Regions from separate parts of the Sus scrofa genome. Here region 1 is linked to region 2. A link is a contact called in public targeted proximity ligation data. All regions are on one chromosome and are shown on one strand. The core of a region is the stretch at or near the end of the contact, and the rest is flanking DNA. Distances in the headings are between cores, read along the strand shown.

Region 1 (3,006 bases), core at 382-2,881, 110 kb after region 2:
AATGATGAGCAGCTGAACCTGAGTTTGGTAACAATTCCTCATTCTTTAAGATAGTTGCAGCTGAGTATTTTTTAAATTTATTTTTATTGAGGTTACATTGGTTTATAACATTGTATAGGTTTCATGTCTACAACATTCTATTTCTACTTCTGTTTGCACTATAGTGTGTGCACCACCAAAATTTAATTTCCATCCATCACTGTATAGTTGATCCTCTTACCCATTTTATCCTTCTCCCTCCACCCACGTTCCCTCTGGTAACCATTACTCTCTTCTCTGTATCTATGTATTTGTTTTTGTTTGGTTTGTTCATTTACTTTGTTTTTTTTTTTTTTTTTTTAATGTTCCACATATGAGTGAAATCTTTTGGTATTTATCTTTGTCTGTCTGGCTTATTTCACTTGCATAATATATCCATGTTGTTGCAATTGTCACGAGTTCATCTTTTTTAATGGCTGAACAGTATTCTGTCGCATACATGTACCACATCTTCTTTATCTGTTTGTCTATTGATAGGCATTCAGGTTGTTTGCATATCTTGGCTATTGTAAATAATGCTGTGATGAACATAGGGGTGCATATATCTTTTTGGATTAGTGTTTTTATATTCTTTGGATAAGTACCCAGAAATGGGATAACTGGGTCATATGGTAGTTCTATTCTTAATTTTTTTTGAGGAATTGCCATACTGTTTTCTGTAGTGGCTAATTTACATTCCTACTAATAGTGCATGAGGGTACCCTTTTCCCCACATCTTCACCAGCACTTGTTATTCTTGCTTTTTTGATAATACTCCTTCTAACAGGTGTGAGGTGATACTGCAGCTAAGTATCTTGAGAATGGAAATAAGCATAACTTGTGGGATACAATTACTAGGCTTTTGTAACTGTTTCCCACCCAGAGTTACTTTGTTGGGTTAGTTCTTCCTTTGCTGTAGATGTAATTTAGGTCAAGTCCCACAACTTTCTTATCACTTTCAGTTAATAAAAAATTCTTCAAGGAAGTACTTAATACATTTGGCTCAGTGTAGTCATCAAAACTTCAATCTTGATTCAAAGCTAAAATTTCAGGCCTGCTGCAGATGAAAGGTCTGTAAGAGAAGAGAAAGGGGCTTGGCCGCTCCTCTTTTTTCCTTTTCTAGGATTCATTTTCTCTAACTTGCTAACCCCATCAGAGTCACAGTAGAAGAGAAAGGAGAGCAAAGAAAGACCAGCGGGCCAGTTCTTAACCTAATATTGTTGTGAGCAGCATCGAGTTCTCTGCTCTGAGGCCTTGTGAAACTCTTTCTTTATCAGCTCTTTTGTGGGTTCTTTGGAGACCCACCCAGTTACTCGGAAACTCTCTCCTGTGTTTTCGTGTTGGATATCATGCACTCTCTCTGGCTGGTCGCTTATATGTCTCCCTCTTCAGTCTCTGGACATTGGGTGGTGCCTCCACCTTTTTTTTTTTTTTTTCTTCTTTCCTTCTGAAGTTTGTTTATCTCTCCAGACAGCCCTTTAGCTCTTTTAGACAGGATCTAAGACCATTCCAACTTGGCTCTCTTTTTACAGCCCACAGCTGGTACAGGAGAGAGATTCACATATTCTCTGTTTCAGCAAACTCTGTGAGTGGAACTTGCCTAAGGCAGCAGCTTCTCTCTCTTTCCCTTTATTGTGAGAATGGTTAGCACATTTCTCAAGCATGAATCAGATACCAGTCCACTGTTTCCTCAAAACCCGGAGACGTATGTCAAGCTTTTCGGCTCACCATTGTTCCTTGCCCTGGGCTGCAGGTGAGGGGCAGGTACCCTTCCCCTGGGCTGGAGCTGGGGTGAGTGAAAGGGGGTACTTAGCATAGCTGTAGCTCTCTCTAAAAATCCTCTTCTAATCCAACTCCTTTACTCCCAGTGTGGGTGAGGGTTTAAGGGCCACAAAACTGACTTTCTACTGCTACTTCCTTTGAATATTCTGCTTTACGGCCTTGCATCTCATTTTGTAACAGAACATATGCTCTCTTGGTATCTTAATTAATTAAACCTCTATTTAACAGTCTGTTAATTCTGCATTACTTTATATATATAAAATTTATCTTTCTGCAAAGTTGCTTATTAACTTTTTATCAATTAAATTCCATTTTGCTTTTTTTTTTTTGGCTTTTTAGGGCTGCACCTACAGCATATGGAAATTCCCAGGCTAGGGTTGAATTGGAGCTACAGCTGCTGGCCTACACCACAGCTCACAGCAACACCAGATCCCCAACCTACTGATGGAGCCCAGGGATAGAATCCTCATAGATCCTAGTCTGGTTTGTTAATCACTGAGCCATGAAGGGAACTCCCCCATTTGCTATTGATTTAAGTAAGTCAGTTTCAGAAATACTTTATTTTTTTTTTCTGATTTGTTTTGAAGTAGAACTGACATTTGAGTATTTGTCAACTTACATATAATCTGATATACTGACACCCGAGTCAATTAGATTTTATAAGAAAAACCTATTTGTACATCTCTAGCCTTTCTAGAAAATGCATTTCTCTTCTTTCTTATTTGGATTCACTAGGAACTGCAATGCATTGACATAATCCTCGGCTCATGGACTCTTAATTGCTCCAGTGGTGAGCACGTCACCTAGCCTAAGTCAAGGAGTCGCCTGTGAGGATTTGGAGAACTTAGTACCAGGAAAAGCATTGCAAAAGCTGTCTCTGGTGCCTGAGTTGGAAGATAGAAAACTGGGCGATGTTACATCCATGCTTCCCACACTATGAAGAAAACTGATCTGCACCGTGGGAGAAGGCAGAAGCAGGAGCAGAGAGGGGAGCAGAGACACAAGACACAGAATCTTGAGGCTGTTTCAGTTCATGTACTTGTTTTACCTGAGTTCTAGCCTCAGTCCTTCTCTTCTTGCATAAGTTGGCTCAGAGTGGGTTTCTGGCAGTTGGACTCTCCAAATGCTATCTCCTTAGAGCTTACTAAGTTTCTTAAAACATTTTTTTTTTTTTTTTTTTTTTTTGTCTTTTTGTCTTTTTTTGTT
Region 2 (2,700 bases), core at 107-2,606:
GAATCAATACTGCCTCCTCTCTCCTTTGCTTTGGCCAACTAGATATTAACATTCTCTGGCTTCCATAGGCTTCAATATTGCCACCATAGACAATTTTCTGGTCCCAATTCCACAACCCACGGACATTATTCTTCCTTTACATTATTAATAGGGAATGACAGGTAAAAGGAAAGCAGAATACTTATTAGGGTAAAAATAAAGCCCGTGAGCAGAATATGGAGGCAAAATAAACATTAGCTCTGAGTCTTATTCCTTGATCGCAAGAATTTAAAAGTTCATTTTAAAAAATTCTACAAATTCACTCTTTTCTTAAGGAACACTTACCCTCGGGTAGATCTGTCAACCTACAAATGGCCCTAAAAAGACTCAAGGAATGCCACCCCTCCTGACTTCACTCTATAACCTACCAACGACCCTCCCTGTGAGCGCCTAGGGGCTCACTTCAAAAAGAGGGGCGGGCTTGGGTTCTTCTGGTTCTAAGTCCTCCACGCTGAGAGCCACTGGCGGCCACTGCGAGAAGGGTTATTCAGAGAGTGTTAGGGCGTAACTGGACACGCAGCTCTGAGATGAGGCACAGACTGCTGTCTGCCAGGGAACACTTGACTCAAGTCAAGCCTGATCAGGCCTACCCTAGTCGCATCCTGGGCTCCCGAGCCCTCCAGTAACCAACAAGGAGAAGGGGAAAGGCTGAGGCACCGGCTTCTGTTGAGAGCGGGCGCTCCTGGAACTCGAGCTGTTTGGGTTATTTTTGTTTTAACAGCAGCTCAAGTTCCACTCTGCATCTCACAAATATAGAAAGGTCTGAAGAGAAACCACAAGCATCCTCGCCCTTCTGACCATCGTTCCCATTCCTAGAGAATTTAGGAGGGAAGTGCAAATACCAGGAACCATCTGGAATCAGGAGCGCAGGTGGCAACTCCAGCCGAGAAGAACCCACTTGCGAAGCACTTTAGCAGATCGATAGACTGCCGACCGATCTCAGACTGATCCCTAGAGAAAGAAGAGCTCACGAGGCTGGCCGCCCTCCTGGAGCTTAGGAGCCACGGAAAGAGATGCTGCCCAGCCTACAAGCCCCTGCTGGGCAGGCGAGGGCGCAGCTGAACGGGGATCGCGGGCGGCGGGCGGGCGTGTTACCTGGGGGACTCGGCGGTGAAGCTGCCGCCGTCCAGCAGCCGCATCTTGCAGAAGAGGACCCCGTTGACGAAGGGCACCGAGGAGAGCTCCTCGAGCCCGAAGTCCACCTTAAACTTAAACTTCTTCTTCTTCATCATCATGAGAGCCAGACGCCGGCGAGCGGGGTGCGGGGGTGGCCCCAAGGGGCGCGCGGGCCGGCGCCGCCGCTTCAACTCGGCCGAGCCCCGGGCCCGCCCAGCCCCATGGCCGGGGCCGCGAGCTGCGCGCGGGGGCGCGGCTGGGGGGCGCCGCGGGCCGGCCGGGGCCGGGGCCGCCGCCTCCTCTCGCGGCAGCCGGGGCCGGAGCGCGGCGGCGGCGGCGGCGGCCGCGGCGCGGACCCCGCCCGCCCGCGGGGAGCGGTCGTGCTGCAGCTCGCCTGAGCGGTGGGCGCCCTCTCGGTGTGCAACTCGCCGCCGCCGCCGCCCGTCTGGGAGGAGGAGACGTGAAGCTGGGAGAACCGCCGCCGCCGCTGCCTTGGCGCTACGGGGCCCGCGGCGCCCCTAGCGGCGGCGACGAGCAGTGCACCGCCGGGCGGAAGCGGGAGGGCGGGCGAGGAAATTCGCGGCGGGCGGGCGCTTCGCCGGGAAACGGACCCGCGACGGCAGTTGGGGCGTCACGCCTCGCTGGGGTTAAAAAAAGACAAATCCGACCGAAAAGGAACTTCCTTCTACAGCTTCCTCTCGGCCTTTCTTTCAGTTTTTGCCCCGCCTCCTTTCTCCCTCTCCCCCCTTCTCCCCCTCCCCCTCCAGAGATATATTTTTTTTCCCTCTTGGGTTTGAGAGTCACGGGTTAATAGGGTTAATCAGAATCTCCACGACGTCGTTTTCATCAGATCGAAATCCGAAAACACAGATTTCTTTTAGGTACTCTGAATTCACGAGCCTTCTAATATAAAGCAAGGAGGAGGCAGGGAAGAGGAAGGGATTAGAACGTGTGCAGAACCCAGGCACTGTACTGCTACAGGCGTTTTCTCCGGTTTATACTTTAATTCCTGTCAGCCAGGATAAAAGAGTACAGAAGGCATTCAAATAATACTTTCCCTTCTAAAATGTGGCCGTCCATACGGAAAACTGAAAAGCCAAAAAAATAAGAAGTCTCCTTAGATGCATGTTTAAGAATGTGTACGTTACACATTGTTACATTATACGTTATGTTACTACTTGGTTACGTAATATTCATATTTTCAGCCTGAGTTATAACCCGAAAGATTCCCTCGCAGTAATCTTTGAAAGGCTGCAACTGAAGAGATTCTCGTTCCCAGTTCACTCATTGATGGATGCATTCATCCGTACAAAAATATGTTTAATCACCGAAAATGTCAGTTATTGTCCAGACCCGGTGATTGATTTAAAACACACACACACACACAAACCACAAAAAGTCTGACCTCAATAATTTTACGATCTAGTGAGAAAAATATACCTAAATCAGTCATCAAAAAACAAAACCTAGGCGTTCCTGTGGTGGGTGACTCAGCAGAAACAAATCTGACTAGTATCAATGAGGACACAGGTTTGATCCCTGGCC

Evidence for each region.
Region 1: a contact with region 2 is called in a targeted proximity ligation map of alveolar macrophages. A contact is called at or near these places in 1 of 5 promoter capture datasets (fetal liver), 9 of 47 Hi-C or Micro-C datasets (embryonic fibroblasts, epiblast stem cells, fetal heart ventricle and 6 more) and 1 of 2 datasets of targeted methods (alveolar macrophages).

The regions. Positions count from the first base shown.
Region 1 is chr4:111,571,805-111,574,810 of Sscrofa11.1, forward strand. No RefSeq gene overlaps it. Among named protein-coding and RNA genes, the nearest start is that of SLC25A24, 6.9 kb to the right of the region's middle.
Region 2 is chr4:111,465,874-111,468,573 of Sscrofa11.1, forward strand. It overlaps FAM102B (protein FAM102B), which reads right to left and starts at 1,357. Exons shown (of 11, transcript XM_021090109.1): 1 at 1,135-1,357. The coding sequence starts at 1,274.